Linked DNA regions of Ovis aries: region 2 is linked to region 1. A link is a contact called in public Hi-C data. All regions are on one chromosome and are shown on one strand. The core of a region is the stretch at or near the end of the contact, and the rest is flanking DNA. Distances in the headings are between cores, read along the strand shown. Region 1 overlaps LONRF1 (LON peptidase N-terminal domain and ring finger 1). Region 2 has its middle 18 kb from the start of CLDN23.

What was found. Hi-C and Micro-C count contacts between places; a contact is called where the count stands out from the background.
Region 2: a contact with region 1 is called in a Hi-C map of omental adipose tissue, with 2.1 times the contacts expected there. The contact joins two enhancer-like sites. A contact is called at or near these places in 7 of 16 Hi-C or Micro-C datasets (hypothalamus, mixed tissues, muscle and 3 more).

What each region holds. Positions count from the first base shown.
Region 1 is chr26:23,444,891-23,448,050 of ARS-UI_Ramb_v3.0, forward strand. It overlaps LONRF1 (LON peptidase N-terminal domain and ring finger 1), which reads left to right. Exons shown (of 13, transcript XR_006058186.2): 13 at 1,276-3,160. Among named protein-coding and RNA genes, the nearest start is that of LONRF1, 53 kb to the left of the region's middle. Within about 2 kb of position 1,416, at least 6 of the 54 cell types and tissues checked have an H3K27ac peak or open chromatin away from gene starts, as enhancers often do.
Region 2 is chr26:23,861,924-23,865,083 of ARS-UI_Ramb_v3.0, forward strand. No RefSeq gene overlaps it. Among named protein-coding and RNA genes, the nearest start is that of CLDN23, 18 kb to the right of the region's middle. Within about 2 kb of position 1,713, at least 3 of the 54 cell types and tissues checked have an H3K27ac peak or open chromatin away from gene starts, as enhancers often do.

The DNA.
Region 1 (3,160 bases), core at 166-2,665:
TACAGTCATGGGGTTGCAAAGAGTCAGACATGACTGAGCGACTTCACTTTCACTTCTCACTGTCATGCATTGGAGAAGGAAATGGCAACCCACTCCAGGGTTCTTGCCTGGAGAATCCCATGGACGGAGGGGCCTGGTGGGCTACGGTCTGTGGAGTTGCAAAGAGTCGGACATGACTAAGCAACTAACACACCCGCACACATTCAGTGGTTCCCAAATCTTAATCCATTTGATCTAACTGTAAGCCAGTCACTGAAATTAGCCAACATAAGGCTATGGACCCTTCCAGAAAGTGAAAGAAAGGAGGAAGGAAGGAGTGTGCATGTGAGATTCCTGAATTCAGTTTTATCATCACTAACAAACTGAATATGAAGACAGAGAAGTAGCAGTGTGGCAACCTACAGAAACAAATCACGGAACAGCCTAACATGCTAGAACACATCTAAGCAAGGACAACAAAGAAAAAATGACAAGGTGAAAGGTGGCAGTAACTCCTTGGGCAAGCCAGTGAGTGAAAGAAAAACATACTTCTAGTTCCAGGAATGTTTCCACATCAGTAGAGCTAGAGGAGACTCTGGAATTACCTCTTGTATTCAAATGTTGAAGCCCAAGACAGGGTGGTTAAGGGCCAAGTGAAAATAGACATGGCGATAACCAGGTCTCTCAGTGTGCAGCCTTTGATTGGGTTCCTCTGAAATACTAGAGCCCATTCTAAGCCCAGGCATGTATGTTGCTGCTGAAAACCTAATGCAAATCCAATTTCTGTTCTTCTTTTAAGTAAGCTAGATTCTTACCTGGGCACTCCAATTTTTTAATAACTTCCTTGTTCTCTCAGTATGAAAAATAGTTGAATTCTATTCAGAGTTTCAGAATTAGTATTTCATTGTAAAGTTATCAAACGGTGCAATCAGTGCACACATATATATACACACGTGCATCTTTCCATATGTGCATTTTTCTTTTCCCTTTTTTTATAATTACTTGCATGTTAGCCCACTGATATTCTTTCATAGATCTTTGAGGCTCTGTTGTGCTTCCCTTTCTTTCCTCTTTGTGTTTCAGTTGAGATCATTTGCTTTGATATGTCTTCAAGTTTGGGCATTGGTTTGTGTTGAGGGGTTCACTAAGCTATTCCGTAATACTTGGAGTATTGGCATCCTCTTGTGTGACTAAGGGGCCAGCAGGGGCCTTGAACCACGAGCGTGTGCTCTGCACAGCAATTTGGAGTCACAAGTTCCTGACATGACTGCTGATAAAGTCTCTCCTGCCTCCTAGCTTTCTCCACTTGTGCCCAAGAGCCCCTGGAGCTTACTTAAACCTTGCTGTTTATGGTTTGAATGAACTGTGCCTTAGCCCAGGGCCTGCAAAGCACTGCGCCTGTGGACCCTAATAATGGCACGCGCCCCCGGTCCTCTGCAGCTGGCGCTCTGCCTGCTCCCGCCTCAGCCGCTCTGCGTGGCCCCCGGAGGCTGCCATGGACCTCCGCCAGGACCTGTGAGTAATAACCTTCTCTGGTTCACTTTCCCTTTTCGTCTCTCAAATTATGGCTCATCCTTCAACTCAGTACCCGAGGCTCTACTTAACAATTGTTAATTTTTAACAAAAAACAGTTTGCTGGAGGCCTTTTGTTTGTGTTGGTGGTTTATGCTTTCCCAGCTGCCTGGGTTCATATCAGTGGATGACTTTTCAGGCTTACCTGAAAAGGCTCAGGTAACCTCACCAGGCTTACCTTACCTGCCTGGTGAATAAGGGGGTTTCTCTCTTATCCTGGGCCCCCTCGGTGGAGATGCCCCACTCCATCATGAACTCTGAAGATGGCTCTGTTGGTTTAGTATGTAGAGGATAGATTTCTATTGTTTAAAGCCACTCAGTTCGTGATGCTTTGTACCACAATCTCAGGACATTAATACATTCAGTTCAGACTGACAACAAGAATTCTGATGCAAAAGCCATGTGGAAGTGGGTTTGAAACTGGCTGAAAACTTCTTTTAGACACAGTTGATTCTAGTAACTAGAGTTGGGAAATTTGTAGGTAAAATTGCCAGAAATGAAGAAAGGAAGGGACTTAAAGATGAATCAACAGATGAGACTCAAAATAATTGTGCTTTGAAGACTCTAGAAGCATCTATTGGAAGATCCATTCAGAAGAGCCAGTGAAAGCGAGAGACACGGACAAGAAAATCCTCCTCCCACTGTGGAGAACAGGGAACTGTCTTGCACTGCTGGCGGGAATGTAAACTGATGCAGCCACTGTGGACAACAGTTGGGAGGTTCCTTAAAAACCTAAGAGTAGAACTATCATATGGACCCGTAATCCCACTCCTGGGCATATACTGAGAAAACCATTAGTTCAAAACGACACATGTACCCCAGTGTTCACTGAGGCACTGTTTACAGTTGCCAAGTCAGAGGAGCAACCTGAATGTCCATCAACAGAGGAAAGGGTAAAGACGTGATACCTAGACACAGTGGAATGTTGCTCGGCCATTAAAAAGAGTGAAATAATCGCATTTGCAGCAACATGGACGGACCGAGAGATTGTCATACTGAGTGAAGTAAGTCAGACAAAGAGAAATGTCACACAACATCCCTTAATTGCAGAATCTAAAAAGAAATGATTTCTGAAAAACAGAAAATAGACTCATGGACTTGGAGAATGAACACTGACGGGGGGAAAGGATAGTTACAGAGTTTGGGATAAACACGTAAACACTGCTATATTTAAAATGGATAACCAGCAAGGTCCTACTGTATAGCACAGGGAACTCAATGTTATATGACAGCCTGGAGCAGAGGGGAAGTTGGGCAAGAATGGATACATGTATATGTATGGCTGAGTCCCTTTGCTGTCCACCTGAAACTATCACAACATTGGTAATTGGCTATACTCCAATATAAATTTAAATTTTTTCCTTAATAAAAAAGGAATGAAATTGGGTCATTTGGAGAAATGTGGATGGACCTACAGTCTGTCATACAGGGTGAAATAGTCAGACGACTATTATATATTAATGCATATATGGGGAATCTAGAAAAATGGTACAGATGAACCTTTTTCCAGGGCAGGAAAAGAGACATATGGGTGCAGAGAACAGACATGTGGCTCTTGGAGGAAAGGGAGGGTGAGTCATATTGGAGATTAGGATTGACATATATACAC
Region 2 (3,160 bases), core at 463-2,962, 420 kb after region 1:
ACTTTGACTCAGATTCCAGTAGAACTGGATACCATCACAAGAACTCACTGGCCCCAGGCAGGATGCAAATTTGAATCAAGTTTCTCACCAAAAATGTTTTACTAATGCCCTCCTTCTAGAGGGTGTCACGTGTGCTCAGGAGTGTGCTAAGTAGCTTCAGTCGTGTCCGACGCTTTACGACCCCATGGACTGTAGCCCACCAGGCTCTTCTGTCCATGAGATTTTCGAGACAAGATACTGGAGTGGGCTGCCATTCCCTCCTCCAGGGATCTTCCTGACCCAGGGATCGAACCTGCATCTCTTATGTCTCCTGCATTGGCAGGTAGGTTCTTTACCCCTAGTGCCACCTGGGAAGCCCAGAGGATACCACAGTTAACTTTATTTGTGTTTTGTTTTGGCTGCTCTGTGAGGCTTGTGGAATCTTAGTTTCACAACCTGGGGCTGAACCCAGGCCCCTACAGGGGAAGCTCAGAGTCCTAACTACAGGACAGCCAGAGAATTCCCTACAGTTGACTTTAAAAAGAAGCTCACGCATCCTGTGGTACTTCATCCTGAAAGGCAGGTTAAGGCTTTGTTCTCATTTTCACAGCTGAGTAAGCCGTGGCCTGGAAAGTGTACGCAACTTAAGAACCCAAAGTGACAGAGCCCCCGAAAAACGTACCCTGTATTTTGAACCCAAAGGGATTTCTGAAGAATGATACTCCGCCTGTTTCAAGGAAGCCTTAGCAAACTCTGATATAGGCACTCTGGTTTATAGTTTATAAATCACCATCTGCTGTCTTTATCCCTCTCCCCCATCCCCAGTTTAGTGACAAAAGGCCACATCTGACAGCGCATTTTGCTGCAGCTAAGTCACTTCAGTTGTGTCCGACTCTGTGCGACCCCATAGACGGCAGCCCCAAAGGCTTCCCCTTCCCTGGGATTCTCCAGGCAAGAACACTGGAGTGGGTTGCCATTTCCTTCTCCAATGCATGAAAGTGATAAGTGAAAGGGAAGTCGCTCAGTCATGTCCAACTCTTAGCGACCCCATGGACTGCAGCCTACCAGGCTCCTCCATCCATGGGATTTTCCAGGCAAGAGTACTGGAGTGGGGTGCATTTTACTCCCTGAGATTTACTGACACCTGCTGACAAGTGGAAGGATAACGGGGAATAAAGAAGTTTTGTAAAAAAGGCTGTCGTGCTGCTGTGCAAAGTGAAGCCAAGGGAAGCTTCACACAGGAGAGGACGATCATGGATGTAAGAAAAGCAACAGCCTCCAGGTCTCCGACCAGGTGGGTGAAGCCAGAGGACCCCCAGTCATGCCACATAAACACCCTAATGTCCCGTCAGGTGGTCTGGCAGGAGCCATTGCGAGTCCTGTGTTCTGGATGATGTGTAGCAGGAATTAGTTTCTAACAATGCAAGCAGTAAAACTCACTGGTGTAACCTGAGGAGACTATTGCAAGCCAGTTCCTCACTTTCCTATAGCACTCAGGTGGGACACATTCTAGAGTTAACCTAACTAAATTCTCATTAATACAAGGTGTGTTTATATTAATAACAAATATAGTAAGTAAGTAAAGTCGCTCAGTCGTGTCCCACTCTTTGCGACCCCATAGACTATAAACACACACTAAAACGCCACCCCTTTTACCAATAACAGTTGGATCTGAAGACAGCAGTGATAGCTGAACTTTTAAGAGAGTCAAGTACCACTTTATTCCAGTAGGTGGAACCAGAGATCAGCTGATATATACTGCAGATCTGTCATCCTGGGCCTTGACAGGTGTTTTCCAGGTTTTTTTCCAGCTCTTGACAAGCTTTACATTTACTGGGATCAGTGAAAAGGTAGTTGGGAGCTCATATCTTTGCCTGACAAGACCACCTGGGATGAAGCGGGCAGATGGCAGCGGTCCTGACCTGCAGGAAGTCAGGTGGGTAGCAGTCAGTGGGGGCAAGCATGGAATGAGGGTTGGCTGTGCTCAGTGGGGTTTTCAAGATCCCCACAAAAAGGCTCCTGGGGATAAGCAGCCAGTGTTTGGCCATCTGCCACACTTAAGGGGGCAGATTATAACTGTCCGAGTCAGATCCAACACGTATGGCCCCTCAACTTTTCTGGCTTTTCCCTTGAATCCCAAATGGGCATGGTGAGTAGGGGGAACGGAGCAGAGGGGACAGACCTGGGGAGGGGAAATGCTGTGAGTTAAGTGTGTGGGTATCATTTTGCTCTCGGTCTGTGTAATATCTGAAAAGGACGAGGAATGCTGTGACTCAGAAATCCATCCAGAGACAGGAAGAACAGCACTAAAGAAAAGTGTCACAACCCAGTGTTGAGAAAGAATGGAGCTGGCCTCTGCCATTTCCATGTAGAGTCCAGCTTGGATATGGGGCTTTGGGAGGTGGGCACGGTGGTCTCTAAAGGAATACCCTCTCCTAGAAAGTCTTAGTGAATTTTTTCCCTTGTGTAACTTGGAGGTGGTTGATGGATTATGGTGGCGGAACTTGTTCTGCAGAGATAGTCTGGCTTTTATTGTTCTCTAGCTTTGAGGCATCTGCCAAGCATATGGAGAACACAGGAAAAGTCATGTTTCACATCCTGTCACAAAAGGGTAAAATGAGTTGTTGTGAGCTGAGTATTTTGCACCTTGCCTGGTACACTGTAGGCATCAGACAAACGGCAGCCGCCGTTGTCTCTTTATTGCTTGGTGGTGGTGTTCTGTCTCTAAGTCCTGTCTGACTCTTTGTGACCCCAAGGACTGCAGCACGCCAAGCTCTTCTGTCCTCCACTATCTCTCAGAGTTGGCTCAAATTCATGTCCATTGAGTCGGTGATGCTATCTAATCATCTCATCCTCTGCCGCCCTCTTCTCCTTTTGCCTTCAATCTTTCCCATCATCAGGATCTTTTCCAGTGATTTGGCTCTTCGCATTAGGTGGCCAAAGTACTGAAGCTTCAGCATCAGTCCTTCAAATGAAATGCAGGGTTGATTTCCTTTAGGATTGACTGATTTGATCTCCTTGCAGTCCAAGGGACTTTCAAGAGTCTTCTCCAGTACCACAATTCCTTATGGAAGACACCATAAAGATACATAATCTCAATTTTATAGTAGGCAGAATAGTTCCTAAAATTTACTAACATCTTTAGCTTTACCTATAATTTGAAATTCCTCTCTCTGAATGA